Regions from separate parts of the Mus musculus genome. Here all the other regions are linked to region 2. The links are chromatin contacts, called in public capture Hi-C and promoter capture Hi-C maps. All regions are on one chromosome and are shown on one strand. The core of a region is the stretch at or near the end of the contact, and the rest is flanking DNA. Distances in the headings are between cores, read along the strand shown. Region 1 holds the start of 0610039K10Rik (RIKEN cDNA 0610039K10 gene). Region 2 holds the start of Ada (adenosine deaminase). Region 3 holds the start of Ccn5 (cellular communication network factor 5).

What was found. Capture Hi-C pulls out chosen DNA fragments and counts their contacts.
Region 1: a contact with region 2 is called in a promoter capture Hi-C map of pancreatic islet. The contact joins the promoter of 0610039K10Rik here to the promoter of Ada in region 2. A contact is called at or near these places in 7 of 39 promoter capture datasets (3T3-L1-derived adipocytes, the HPC-7 cell line, embryonic stem cells and 3 more), 3 of 484 Hi-C or Micro-C datasets (B cells, double positive thymocytes and germinal center B cells), 12 of 115 datasets of contacts at active chromatin or transcription factors (the 230-238 cell line, the SCID.adh cell line, bone marrow-derived macrophages and 7 more) and 4 of 9 other capture datasets (adipose tissue, liver, macrophages and 1 more).
Region 3: a capture Hi-C map of macrophages shows a contact between it and region 2, with 3 times the contacts expected there. The contact joins the promoter of Ccn5 here to the promoter of Ada in region 2. A contact is called at or near these places in 3 of 39 promoter capture datasets (cranial neural crest, embryonic stem cells and macrophages), 2 of 15 datasets of contacts at CTCF or cohesin (the NIH/3T3 cell line and pro-B cells), 1 of 484 Hi-C or Micro-C datasets (nephron progenitors), 3 of 115 datasets of contacts at active chromatin or transcription factors (embryonic stem cells, microglia and pancreatic cancer cells) and 2 of 9 other capture datasets (adipose tissue and macrophages).

Annotation. Positions count from the first base shown.
Region 1 is chr2:163,643,400-163,646,099 of GRCm38.p6, forward strand. 0610039K10Rik (RIKEN cDNA 0610039K10 gene) reads left to right here and starts at 1,451. Exons shown (of 1, transcript NR_028113.1): 1 at 1,451-2,401. Serinc3 (serine incorporator 3) reads right to left here and starts at 1,744. Exons shown (of 10, transcript NM_012032.4): 1 at 1,599-1,744. The coding sequence starts at 1,637.
Region 2 is chr2:163,748,818-163,751,517 of GRCm38.p6, forward strand. It overlaps Ada (adenosine deaminase), which reads right to left and starts at 1,422. Exons shown (of 12, transcript NM_007398.4): 1 at 1,242-1,422. The coding sequence starts at 1,274.
Region 3 is chr2:163,819,553-163,822,252 of GRCm38.p6, forward strand. Ccn5 (cellular communication network factor 5) reads left to right here and starts at 1,282. Exons shown (of 5, transcript NM_016873.2): 1 at 1,282-1,557; 2 at 1,737-1,829. The coding sequence starts at 1,770.

The sequences.
Region 1 (2,700 bases), core at 201-2,700, 110 kb before region 2:
CAGGCTGAGCTAACAGAGTGAAATCCTGCCCCCACCCCCACCCCGCCGCCCCAAGTAATAATAATGTGAAGCATTTTACTAAGACATGCCAGTAGTGGGGACTCACATCTGTAGTTTCGGCACTAGGCTGAGGTAGGAGGATTGCTAAAAGTTCAAGGCCAACCTGGGCTACAACGTAAAACCATATTTCAAAAAAAGTAAAGGCCAAACTTCTTTGCCAGGAGTAACACCTTCCTACAATCCCAATAAGGAGAACTGTGAATGAAAGGCCAGCATGGGATACTCAGGGAGATCTGGTGACCTATCTCAATAAGGCAAAAATTAAACACGTACAAAAGTCCTTTGAAATCTTTAATCCAGACTGGACTGGAGGTGTAGCTGGAGGAGCTCTCAGAGATAAGCTTTGGACAAACAAGGTCCTGGGTGCAATCTTAAACACCCAGAATGACCAAAGAGATTGCCTAAAAAATAAAGGCATACAGTGGGTATCTGCATGATTTGGCTCCCTGATATTCTGTCCCCCTTTTTTGGCGTGGGATGGGAGATGGGGGTGGATAGTGGCAATTGGAGACTAAACCCACAGCCTCTAAAAACCTACCCATAAACTGTAATTTGCACCTCCCTGTTTTGAGACAGGGTCTCAAAACAAATAACAAATGATCTGCCATGGCCCTCCACAGCCTTTAATTTCGTACTCTTCTCTCATTCCACTCTGGTATCCTAACCCCCTACTGGGTAAAAACTGAATTAACAATATATGCAAGGAGTTTCTAGATATGAACACCTGGATAGGATATTTTCAAATTATGGTTTTAAACCAGGAGGAGAAAAATATACAAGATATCTTCGACATTACTTCTGCCCTGAGACATGCCATTGACATGAGCAGAGCCTGAGTCCTTGGTTCATTACATCAGCTCGGGAAGGAGAAAACAATTAGGCACTGTGGTTCAAGCTACCAAGTTCCTCTGAGGCAGATTTGTTAGATTATTCCTTAGGTTAAAGAGATCCTAAAATTAACTTCTAAAAACGTTTTACCATTGACAAGGGGAATCGGACTAATTTCTTTACTTTATCCTCACAACAGTTCTGGAGGAGAGGAATGCTAGGGTGTTTAATTCGAAAATATTTAGGCCGCGGGGCTTCTAATTAAACGCCTTTTGCTCGCGACCTGCAGCAGGGCTGACTTAAAAGCCCCGCTCCCAACCCCACTCAGTAGCGCTGGCATATGCCGAACTATGAAGAAAAATGACTACAGTGGCCCTAAATTCCCTGACGCCATCCTCTAGCCACTCAGGAACCCGCGCCGTGGAACCTCGGCGTCGCCTGGCCGCGGGAACCCTGGGTCCGGAAGGCTGGCGGGGGCGGGGCGTCGAAATTGTAAACAATGGCGGTCCGGCCTCCCGCGACCCTCCGCCCACAGCGAGAGCCAGCCGAGCCGCCGCACCCCGACTCCGGGACGACGGCTACCGGGCCTGGACCCTGGGCCTGCCCGCTCCTCTCTGTTAGCCTCAGAGAGTGGAGGGTCCGCCTCGGGCGGCCCGACACCCACCCCCTGCGCGCCTCAGGCCCCGGACGGCCGAGGCCTCGGGACTCACCCAGCTGGCGAGGGAGAAGACGCCGAGGACGGCCCCCATGGTGACGCCGGGGCCGAGACCGACCGCTCCGAGCGGATCCTAACTGCTGACTGAGGCGTCGCCTCAGAAACGCGACGGATCCTCAAGCCGGAAACAGGGCCCGCCCTTCGCAGGACGCCCAGTTTACGTCATTGGGTGGCCCCGCCCACGGAGGGGGAGAAGGCGGAGCCTAAGACTGCTGGGGTGGCAGAGGACGTAGAGGGTTCGTGGCATACAACTCCGGGCTCGCTTGGGGCGCTGGTGGTCAGAGGCAACATAAAGGTGCAGAAAGACAGCATGTTCCCTACGAACTGCACTTATCCTCGGAAGAAGCTACATCCGAATTAAATAAAGATCCTACAGACTGTTAAGTCGTGGCTGGGCAGTACTTTGTGATTATTGAGAGATGGAATGTTGGCAAACTCAGAGGCAAACAGGCTATGTTGGGCCATTCAATAATCAGTTAGCATCTGTAATCCCAGAACTAAAGAGGATGAGGCTGGAGGATCAGGAGTTCAAAACTATCCTGTGCTACATAGAGTTTCAGACGAACAAAAAAGCCACTCTTCTTACCCCACACCCTACCGGAAACTTCTCCAGCCTTGTCTCCCCTTCCCCTTTCCCCCTTCCTCTTTTCCCCTGCCCCCCTTTCCCCCTGCCCCCTCCCTCCGCGGGGGTCAGTCTGCTGGCCAGGTTCAGCTCACTACTTTCCCTGTCCTAGACTCTTCCCGATGCCTCTGGCTGTACTCGTTCTCATATCTATAATAAAAATTTTCTCCTCAGCCATACCTTGGAGCAGTCATGTCCTCATTTTGTTGGGAACAAGCAAAAGAAACTTATGCTAAGTACTACCGTTTTCGTTTTCTAAATTCAAGGTCTCAGGCCCTGGGGGAGCTGGGGACTTTACCAACAGCTCAGCAACCTCGGTTGAAAACAATTGTCTGAGTCCAGATATTTCAGGGACAACTTCCCCTCCTTGAAGGCCGGGCCAAACAAGGTCCTGCTCCGAATGCCTACCCCACTTGTCCAAATGTTTTCTTGTCTGTTAACCAGTAAAGAATATAGAAACTACTGTTATCTGAGC
Region 2 (2,700 bases), core at 172-2,671:
ATCCCCCAAGAGCTGTTACAAAAGGGTAGGTGCCACAGAAGTGTAACCTGTCGCTCACCTTTAGTCACTCTCTTAGGTTTCCATCAGGAGAGATGGTTCCCCTGACCAAGGGTAGGGAGAATTCAGACCATCAAAAGAAAACTCACCCTTTGATGTCTAAGAGCACCAACTGTGGTCAGGAGCCACCAGACAAGATGTGCAGCAGGCATTGGTTGGGTAGGAAGACTTGCCCTGCCCTTCTAGCCTCTAGCTAGAGGGGCAGAGTGTGTTCCCTATGGTAAGTGCATGGAATACAGGCCCACTGCCCATCTTCCCTCCCGCTCCCTCCATGCACGCATATATGACACAACATGCACACGGGATTCATACGTCTGCCACCCCGCCCCCCACTCAGCATCTGTTTCTTGGAGGGGTAAGTCTAAGGGTGACTGTCTCTGATCCCTCCCCCTGAGTTCTCAGTCCCACACTCTGCTGACCAGTTCAATTTGCCTGGCTGACTAGACAGAATCTGTAAGGGCTGCAAATCTGGCCTTGGGGACCTGGAGTCTCCCTGTTTCCAAGAAGCCACAGCTTGCAGAAAGACAGATAAAGGGTTCTCCTCTGGGGTCAAGGGCTAAAACTTCATCCCAAATAAACCCATATGGCCAAACGGTCAGTATGTGTAGGGGTTCCTCCTGGCACCCTGAAGCCTCTATCCCTTCCTTTTCTGGTTTGGATCATAGATTTTCCCACGGGCGCACCCACAAACCTAGGTTACCTGTTGCCCACAAAGTAATCATAACACTTAAGTATAAAGCCATACACTGAACATTTAACAGCTAGAGACCCTGGGCCCCATTCTACTGGGGCTCAGACACCCAGGTCCTAGCCCAGTCCCACACAGCTGTGCAGCCCCGCCGCACTGGATGCCCATTGGCAGACAGCGAGGCTGAGACCTCCAGGGCACAGGGCATAGGCAGCAGCCGAACCCGAAGGCCGACTGGAGGCACTCCCAGGTTCGCATAGACAGCAGCCGAACCCGAAGGCCGACCAGAGACACCCCCAGGTTCTGGACACTCCCTGCCACATCGTCTCTCGCTCGACATCCCGGAAGCAAGCTAAGGCCTGGGTCGAGGGGAGATGCCTGCGGGAGTCCCCCTGCCACTCCATGCTTCTAGGTTAAAGGCGCCAAAGGCTGGGCCCCGCTAAGCCCCGGGACAGCCCGGGACAGAACCCTGGCAACGGAGCCCCTCGGTGCTTACTTTGGGTTTGTTGAATGCGGGTGTCTGGGCCATGGTTCCGAGCGTGTTCCCGGTTCTCTCCGCCGAAGCTCTCTGGGTCTGCGTTGGCTCGCTGGCAGGGTCGCTTCCCGATGGCTCTCAGAGACCGCGGCCCGCCACGCTCTTTTTTACCGGGCTGCCCCGGCACAGCCCCGCCCACGCTACGCCCACAGAGAGACCCCGCCTTCCGGAGCCACGGCCCCGCCCCCCCCCCCCCCCCCCCGCCTGCAACTCTGGCGCGCATTTCCCGGAATTCTGAACCCCAGACCTTCCCTGCTGGCTACACCCTAGGAAGCTCCCAGGTGAGCCCCCTGCAGACGCGACTCCAATGTCCTCACCTGCCCCTTCCGGGCCCCTTCAGTACCGAGGCTTCCAGTGTTGCTTGGGCGCCTACTTTGTGCAGGCTGAAGCTGGAGCCACACAGTCCTGAAGCCTTATGGGGCTGGATTTTGAGGGATAGACCCACTTGTTGCAGAATCACAAGGCAGAAGAAGTGTGTAATTAGGGAGATTTAGCGGCGACTGCCGGAGTTCACCAGGTGAGGGCGGGTGGGATGCAGAGAACACTGTTGTGTGTGAGAGAGACTCCTGAGAACTAAGTCTCCAGGGTGGCTGGAGACAGGGGGTGGACAGGAACACACAGTTCATCTCTCCTGGGGCAGTTACGCTGGAGAAATATGCCCACGTATCGAGATGTATTTAGAATGCTCACATCAGTGCTGTGGGTAAATACAGTGGACTGGTTTCTGCAGCAATAAAGCCAGTTTCAGCTACAAAGCACAGCACATGTGCTCAGACACAGTAGTGAAAGGGGGGCAGAAAAAAAAATACGCTGCAGAAAACTTCATACTATGGTCAACTTCTAGAACATATAAATAACAACATATGCATCAGGGAGGAGAAATGGGAAGCAAGGGAAACACTCTTAAATCTCAGTCCTGCCATCCCTGGGGTGGGCCATGCTGACTCTGTGGGAAGCCTAGGGCACATGGAAACATCCATTTAATGGTGGTATCCCAGAACTAGGTGAGATGCAATTCTCATCTGAAACTAAACAAACTTACAAATAAAGAGGAGGGGATGGGAAGGGGAGAGGGGAGCTGAGGCCAGCAGGCGAGGTGGAAGCTCAGAGAGATGTCACTGAAAGTTTGTCAGTGGTTTCAGGACAGCATCACACTTCTGTTTGGAAAACTCCAGCTGTTCCAAGTCTAGAAATTTAGCCAGGGAGACTTCACAGGTGAGCTGTTTAGAACCATACTCTAGGTTTGGTGGGATTTTGGGGGCGGGATGCAGGGCTATATTGTAGCAAGTTCCTTAAGTAACTTGTGCGCACCTTGAGGTGGGGATGCCCGGGTGTCCTTACATGAGGGGACAACATGAAAGGAGCTGGAGAAAGCGTGGTACACCAGGAAAGATCCAGGTGTGAGACCGTGGCGACTCTG
Region 3 (2,700 bases), core at 32-2,531, 71 kb after region 2:
GGAACTACAGACAGCAAGGACCCAAGGTGGCCATGCCATTTCTCCCTCAGGCCCTCAGGTCATATAGACTTATTTGCTAGATATTTGTCTTCTACCCACAGTGGTAGGCAGAGTCTGTATGTGACTCGGAGGGAGCATATAGCCTCCAGGTTTGTTTTCTTTTGAGATAGGGGCTTGCTTTGTAGCCCAGGCTAGCCCCCTGTGATCTGGGCTCATGGGTGTGTTGCACTGTAACTGGTGGAGGTGTTGGGAGCCACAGCCTTCTCTAAGCACCTAAGACCCTGTTTCTGACTTTATCCCAGAATCAACCGCCCCCCCCCCAAGATGTCCCGCCTTCTATTTCCTGCCTCAGCTCATTGGCCAATCAGCCTTTTATTGACAGATGATGCTTCTACATATAACACAGCAGATGTCTCTACACCCTGATTTTTTTTAAAAAGATTTATTTATTTAAGTATTTTATGTATATGGGTACACTGTTGCAGTCTTCAGACACACCAGAAGAGGGCATCGGATTCCATTACAGATGGTTGTGAGCCACCATGTGGTTGCTAGGAATTGAACTCGGGATCTCTGGAAGAGCAGTCAGTGCTCTTAACCACTGAGCCATCTCTCCAGCCCTACACCCTGATCTTTAAATCCCATGTCCTTCTACCCAACACTCGTTGATAGGACCTTAGGGACATCCCCTGTACCCAATGGATACAGTTGGTGATGTGAATCCTGTGTTTTATTCTCTGCGTATTCCTGCCCAGTCCAGTGCCCAGGAAGCCACATGCCCACTAGATACCTTCTGTACTGAGTATGCCAGGCTACTATGTTAGGTCCCTCCTCCAGACATTTGATCATGCTGTTCCCTCTGGAACATTCTACCGCAGAGCCTTGTTAGCTTTCAGAATTGGCATCTCCCTCAGAAGTTGTATCTCACTCTTTGTCTGAACAAGGGAGGGGGTCCTTACACTTTTCATTACTACCCCATGCCCCAGGCTCTGGTCCCCAGGTCTGTGCTGTGTCTCCAGGTCTGCAGAACCCCTCAGAGCTGGTAGAATCCAACAAAGACAATTTTGCTCAGTCAGATCAGCAGAGACCAGCAAGTGCCAGCACACAGTAGGCTCAGTCTGCTTAGGCTTGGCCACCCTAGGCCACCTTCAGAGCCCAGGAGGATAGGGAGGCTCTTGGTTGCCAAGAGCAGACAGGCTGCCAGGGAAGCTCTGCTCTGGGTCACACCCACCTCTGGGTGGCTGCCAGTCTCCCTGCCAGAAACCACAGGCTGGGTCTGGGCTGCCCAGAGCTTGAGCTTCAGGGCTCAGGACACCGTGGGTCAGATCTGCAGAGCATTTGACAGACGCTCCTGATCTCCAGAGGACCCCGGGCTGGGACAGGGGCCTTGGCGAGGCTGCAGCTGCTGTGGCAGTAGCTTGGGATGGAGGTCTTTCTTGCTGGGAACTGAGGAGCTGAGAGGCTCCTGTCAGGCTCCTGTCCTAAACTCTTGGCACTTGCGGTGGCTTGGGCTTCACACACTGTCAGACACCTTCTTGGTGGCCTCCTCGGCCTCAGGTAACTGGGCTTATTCCTGGGACTATGGAAACCGGTGTAAGGACTATAAATGTGTGTGTGTGTGTGTGTGTGTGTGTCTGTCTGTCTGTCTGTCTGTCGTTTTCTCTTTCTCTGTATGCACCTAGAAGGAACCTCATTCCCTCCAGAACATAAAAAAAGACTCGGGTCTTGCTTCCCAGGTTTGAAGCTGGCTCCACAAGGGACACGGTGACATGAGGGGCAACCCACTGATCCATCTTCTGGCCATTTCCTTCCTCTGCATTCTCTCAATGGTAAGGCATCCTGGTCTTGAATGACAGCAGAATTCTGGGTGGTGGGACAGATATATGGTCACAACTTAGAACTCTTGGAAAGACCCTATACTGGATACAGTCTGGTCTCTGTGCCCAGGCTTGCTTCCCTCTCTGGGCATGCAAGTTCGGCTGTGTGACCTCAGACAAGTGTCCTACCCTTTCTGAGCTTCAGCCTCAGTTGAATGGGTACAATGTTCATGAAGCTTCTGGGGAGACCACTAAGGAGAACTGCATCCACAGAAGATAGCATAGGTCCTGGACCTAGATGAGTGTCTAAAAGAGGACAGTGGGATCCTCCAGTGTCATAGAAACTAAAACAAATGTGAGTGCTGTGTAGCTCTGAACCAGGACAGAGGTTGATGCTGGGGTCTGATTGCAAAGTACAGTCCATGAGGGTACAACATGCTAGCCCTCAGGCAGTCAGTGACCTCTGGCCCTGGTCAGAGAGAGCAGGAGACATCTCTGTGGCAAATGTCCTTGTCCCTTGGTTCACATTGGGCATCTTTTAATTGGCTTGTGAGTAGTTCCGTTTGCACATTTATAACAGTCTTATAACAAATTGTCCTGTTTTGATCAAAGGAGACTCAGAGAGGGTAAGCAATGTGCCCAAAGCCACACAGCAAAGAAAAAGAACAATAGAAGAGTTGCATGGTGGAGCCTGGGGCAGACATAGGTGTGTCTGGAGGAAACCCTAGTCTGTGTCTCTCTACCCTAACCTGAGCAATACCTCACACTAAATGTTAAGTTCCCAGTATCACCGAGTTAAGGCCTTGAGCCAATGCAGTGTTGAGTATAAACATCTCCCTCCCTGGGACCAACTGGCTTCCAGTCTTGAAAGGTGTTGAGCAGA